Regions from separate parts of the Zea mays genome. Here region 1 is linked to region 2. A link is a contact called in public Hi-C data. All regions are on one chromosome and are shown on one strand. The core of a region is the stretch at or near the end of the contact, and the rest is flanking DNA. Distances in the headings are between cores, read along the strand shown.

Region 1 (2,952 bases), core at 17-2,516, 130 kb before region 2:
AGCCCTAGCCTCAGCCGACGGTCTCCGCCTCGCCCGACCCAGGGGCTCGAACTCGACCTCAGCCTCAGAAGACAGACTCGACCTCGACCTCGGAGGAGCCTCCACATCGCCCAACCCAGGGCACGGACCGACCACGTCAACAGGAGGCGCCATCATTATCCTACCCCAAGCTGACTCAGGCTACGGGGAACAAGACCGACGTCCCATCTGGCTCGCTCCACCAGACAAGTAATGATGGTGCCCCACACGCTCTATGACGACGGCGGCTCTCAGCCCCCTTACGGAAGCAAGAGGACGTCAGCAAGGACTCGACAACCCCGACAGCTGTCCTTCCGCCAGGCTCCAGCGCTCCTCCGACGGCCACGACACCACACGAACCGGGTGCCAAGACCTCTCCGGCTGCCACAATGGCATGTACTTAGGGCGCTAGCTCTCCTCCGCTAGACACGTTAGCACACTGCTACACCCCCATTGTACACCTGGATCCTCTCTTTGCACTTATAAGAGGAAGGACCAGGGCCCTCTTACAGAGGGTTGGCCGCGTGGGGGAAAGGACGGGACAGACGCTCACGTGAGGCCGCTCGCTCCCTCCCGCGTGGACGCTTGTAACCCCCTACTGCAAGTGCACCCGACCTGGGCGCGGGATAAACACGAAGGCCGCGAGATTTCCACCTCTTACGCCCGTCTCCCTCCGGCTGCCTTTCCCCCCTTCGCGCTCCGTCTCGCGCCGACCCATCTGGGCTGGGGCACGCGGCGACAGTTTACTCGTCGGTCCAGGGACCCCCCGGTCTTGAAACGCCGACAGTAGCCTACCCCAACTTGCTTGAGACTAAAAGGCTATGTTGATGTTGATGATGATGTAGGGAGGGGATACATTTTATGAATTGGATGCATGCCCTAGTTGGTCATGCCAGAATTTGGCCATTCTCAAATCAGGTCATTTTTTTACTCCAAATCTTGGCCTACAACCAAATATGATATGTCAAACTTTGGTTTTGATATTTGTTGGCACATGATCAATTTTAGCCCTATATATTTTCGTTTTTTATATAACCGCCTATTCAGAAAAGAAAAAAAGAACCATTATTTCTGATTCTTTCAACCGCCGTTTCAAAATTCCCAAGGGCAAGTAGAGAAGAATCGAATGCTGTGATTATAATCCAATCGAATCCAAAGAAGAAGAAAAAAATAAGGCCTTTCCGGCCCGGTTATAGTATTCAGCAGGCCCGGTTCAGGACCAAACCAGCGGCCCACCAGACCAAGCACGCTTTCTTCTTCCTCTACTCGCGCCGCCGCGTCTCAAGTCTCAACGCTGCGCCAAAACGGCAAAACCCTACCCTGACCTGAACCCCAAACCCGCCGCGCCTCCTCCTTTCTCGTACTGCAATTCGGGACTAGCCGCCGCCAGTCTCGATGGGGAAGAGGAGCGGCAGCAGTAGGAAGGACAAGAACAAGGTCATTCTCCCACCGGAGCTGCCGCCGGAAATACACGACGATGAGGTGGATGTCAGCGAGGAAGACATCGAGTTCTATGCCACCGACAGCAGTAACGTTACACCCTTCCGCCACTTCGACAAGAAGTCCATCGACAGGTTGGTGTCGCTGGGCTCCGGGACGCTGCGCCTCCCAATTCCTCACTTCCCTCCCTTGTTGTTGCATTGCTGTTGATTGAGCGTAGAATTTCCATTTGGTTCGTGAAGGTATGTCGGGAGGGTTGCCGGGCGCGACGAGGGCGAGGTCGAGCGCCTCTACGAAGAGCGCCAGAAGCGGAAGGCCACAGAATCGTCGGGGAGACCCCGCGAGGATGATGATTATTTGGAGGTCGACCCCGTCGACGCACTCCCCACCAAGACGCTGCAAGGGGAGCTCGTCTACAATAGAGGTAAACCGTTCGTGGTTCCAGTAGATACACAATGCCAGTGGCTAATCATAACTATCAAGTCCGAGTTTCTAGTAACGTGATTATTGTAACGACTTTTTAACCTGTGCAAAACTGGAATGTCCTGTAAATTGTAATGCACTTGCAGTTAATAAAACATGTTATCACTTGCAAATGACATTTTTACACATTGGCGTCCGATTATTGAAGAATAATGACGGTGTGTTTTTTCAATTTTGTTCTGTTTATGGTGTAATAGTCACATAATTTTGTAACATGTATGTCATGACATGCAGCTAAGAAAGCAAGGTCTGAAGACAATTCCGGCAGTGTTAAGACTAAAGCTCAAGAGAATGGTGCAAATGCCAAGACAAATACTAAAAAAGATGAATCAAAGGGAAAATCTAAAAACAAAAAGGGAGATGATAATAAAGTGAAAAATATTCAATCCCAAACTGAAGTTCCAAAGGGACAACTACACTCAAATGTGCTGGTATTACTTCTGTTCCTTTTTATAAATATGCATCAGTCAAAATTCATTTTTGAAATCTCTTTTCTAGTTGCTCACTTACTCTAGTTCATTTTAGGGCTCAGGGTGTGTTGGTAGAATAAGTATACCAGTTTCTTGGTTCCTTTCTTTAGAGTAAGGATGTATATATCTGATCATACTATTGTCATGAAGCATGATTGTAATGGATTTTCTATGTTTGGTAGTAAATATGTAAGTATATTAGGCATATTCAACCTCAAGTAAGATATAGAAAGTGGTTTGTATGTACCCCAAACTGAAGGCTCGACAACTCGATGTTGACATAAGAATCATTCACAAAAAAACATAAAATACTATAGGCTGAATAAAACAGAAGATTTTGAGCCAAATTAACTATTTCGCCCATTTTTATCAAAGGTTGGGTCAATCTAACAAACTGCAGAAGTTTTAGTCTGGGAATGTTCTACTGATTTACCATAATCTCTACATTTTCTAATCAAAATTAATTCCCTCACATACCTTTTTACTATGCATGACACATGGCAGGAGGAAGTGAAGGAGGAACTTTCAGCTGAGGAATTAT
Region 2 (2,802 bases), core at 101-2,600:
GGTGCTGAACGCTGAATAGAGCAGGTGCATCATGTTTGGAGTTTTCCTCCAAATGGGTCTGGCTCAATTTCAGATTAAACCTACATGCATGCTATTTAAAACACAATATGAACGCAGTTACTTTCCATATTTGTAAACCTAAGACGAGATCAAGAGCAGCTCATAAACATGTCTAGATCTCCTCTCCAATGCTTGGACTTGCGAAAGGAGTGCTCATAAACACGTCTAGATCTTTTCTCCAGCTCATAAACCTAAGACTAAGTTGCTGACAAATGCATAGCATGTCGTAGTGTTTTGAAAACAAGCACCCGACCCATCAAGCAGCAGCAGCGACTAGAAAACCATGGTAGCTGTGAGCATGATAGAGCTTGAGCAAACAGAAGCAGGTGTGGAGAAGGACATGATATGATCCGTTGGTGCATACCTTGCTCCGTGGTGCTGGCAGAGTTGCTCCCCTGCGAGGCGTTGGACCTCCTCCCGGTCCCGCCGACGACGGCGGGCGCCAGGGAGGCCATGGAGTTGCGGCGCTCGACGCGCTTCTGCCGGGCCTCGAGGCGGCGGCGGCTCTGCGTCTCGCGGCGGCGCCAGCGCTCCTCCTCGGTCTCGGTGGGCAGCGAGGTGGTGCGCAGCAGCGGCAGCGGCGCGGCGTCGGCGTCGGCGTGGAGGGAGGAGACGGAGCAGACGGAGGCGATGGAGGAGGAGCGCGCCAGGCGCGGGCGCTTGGCGTCGGTGGTGCCGAAGCGGCCGCCCAGGGAGAGACCGAGGCTGAGCTCGACGTCGTCTGTCCGGCCGGCGGCGGCGGCGGCGTCGTCCTGGTGGCCCGCCCCTGCCCCGAAGACGCGCAGGAAGTCCCTGGACGCCATCGCGGCCTCCCCCCGCACGCTAGAGCTATTATTTAACAGGATGCAGCTAGCTGCTCCCAGGCAAGGAAGAAGCTTGGGGAAGAATTGGTTAAGAATCCATGGACTGGCAACGACCGACGAATGGGGAACAGCAGCAGGATGCGGCCGGATCCGCCCGCGGCCAAGGAGACGCGAGCGAGGCAATGGCCACCGCGACCGCGAGCAGCAGGTTGGAATTGGGAGAACGGGAGGGGAGGGGAGGCGAGAAGATAAGAAAGAGAGCAATCAGCAGATCTCCGCCCCGCCCCGTCCTTCCCTGCCTGCAGAGGGCGATTGGTGAGGCTCGGCGGGGGACGTGGCCGTCTAATCCGAATTGCCCCCGCTCGATCCGAGGGGGCAGGTAGCAAAAGGGAAGGCCTGCGTTTCTTGGTGTGCCTGGATGGGTCGGGTGGTGGCGTGGTGCTATGCAATTGGCAATTGCTTTGCTTCAGGGTTATTATTATGGCGTCGGTAATTGCCGATTAGTGGCAGGCAGCGTGTTTGGTGGGTGGGCGAGGAGGACTGGAGGAGTGGGGGGCGGACCGCGCCGGCACGTGTTGCTGTTGGGTGGGTCACCGCCACGTCGACTCTCGTCAGGCGAGGCGATGAGCCGAGCCAAGAACAGGTAGCTTCCCTCTCCCCTCCAGCGGAACGGCTCACGGGCTCAGGCGCTCAGCTCGGGCTCGGCCAAGCTATAGCTACAGGTGCGGCCGTGAGGGGACGTGGCACGTGCTGGACCAGGCGCGGTGCTCCCCCACGACGCACAAGTGGCGCGGCAACTAGGCAGGGGGGAGGCGTGAGGGTGGGGCCCACGCAGAGGAAGAAAACGAAATAATAAAAAATTGTGTATATCGTGTCGACTCTGGGATCTGCCACGTACGTGCTGTACGCTGCTGCGCGACGTGGGCGAACCGGACGGCGACATGCGTCCACGGTGGCGGCTGTGGGGGGCATAGAAGTAGAGCTAGAACCGAGGCCAGAGAGCATGGACGTGCATTTAATAAATACTACTACTACTAGTAGTTTTTAATGCTGCTGGTGCTGGTAGCAAACCTTTGAGCGTCCCCGATCGGTCACGTCGCCGGGCAGCGGGACAGGCGAACAGCCGTCGAGGGCCTGTCCTGTCCGATCGAACCCAACCACTGTTCACTCCAGGTGACCTGCATCTGCGAGCCATTTAGCTATTTGCACCGTGAATTGCGTATGTGCGCATATACAATTATTATTTTTCACCTAAACAATATCATCTCAACAAACAATTCTGATTACTTGCTACCTCCCTCACATTCGCATTTATGCATTGGAGGAGAGTGGAGAGGTTGTACAGATTTATATAACGTCACGTTTTTATCATTGGAATTGAATTCTATTTTAATAATAATAATTTTGACATATATCAATTAAACTAATTTAGTTTTATGCAAAATATATTTATATACTATTATTAACAAGATGTCGGAGATATTTATGTGCTATATTTTTACTATAAAAGAGTGAGATGAAGAATGTCATATAAGTTACACAGTAGAAACAAATTCTACTAATGCATAAAATCATTTCTCATCCTGCACCCCATAAATTTGAGATAGGCTTATATCTGAACTTTGGAAAGCGGTGGAATGTCAAAATTCCAAACTAAATAAATTACTTTATTGAGTGAATTCCAATTCCTCTAAAATGAATGGATCTAAACGCCCTGTAAGGCTATTCCCGGTGTATGTATAGTGTCATACGTGCTCAATACATGTCATGTTAGTACCAGAGAAAATAAAAATAAAGTGACATCTCAAAAGAGGTACATTGATGCATGAGGTTACAGACATTATTGAAATCTGAACCATCTAATTGGTCCACAATTCATACACTTATACGCATCTAGCATTTAGTTGTCTTGTGGGAACTATAAAACAACGCATGGTAC

The links. Hi-C and Micro-C count contacts between places; a contact is called where the count stands out from the background.
Region 1: a contact with region 2 is called in a Hi-C map of leaf, with 5 times the contacts expected there. The contact joins the promoter of LOC100501347 here to the promoter of LOC103636411 in region 2. A contact is called at or near these places in 2 of 25 Hi-C or Micro-C datasets (ear and leaf).

What each region holds. Positions count from the first base shown.
Region 1 is chr1:74,286,560-74,289,511 of Zm-B73-REFERENCE-NAM-5.0, reverse strand. LOC100501347 (binding) reads left to right here and starts at 1,266. Exons shown (of 13, transcript NM_001196096.1): 1 at 1,266-1,592; 2 at 1,701-1,882; 3 at 2,176-2,372; 4 at 2,916-2,952. The coding sequence starts at 1,414.
Region 2 is chr1:74,155,507-74,158,308 of Zm-B73-REFERENCE-NAM-5.0, reverse strand. LOC103636411 (ninja-family protein 6-like) reads right to left here and starts at 1,350. Exons shown (of 2, transcript XM_008658773.4): 1 at 425-1,350. The coding sequence starts at 863.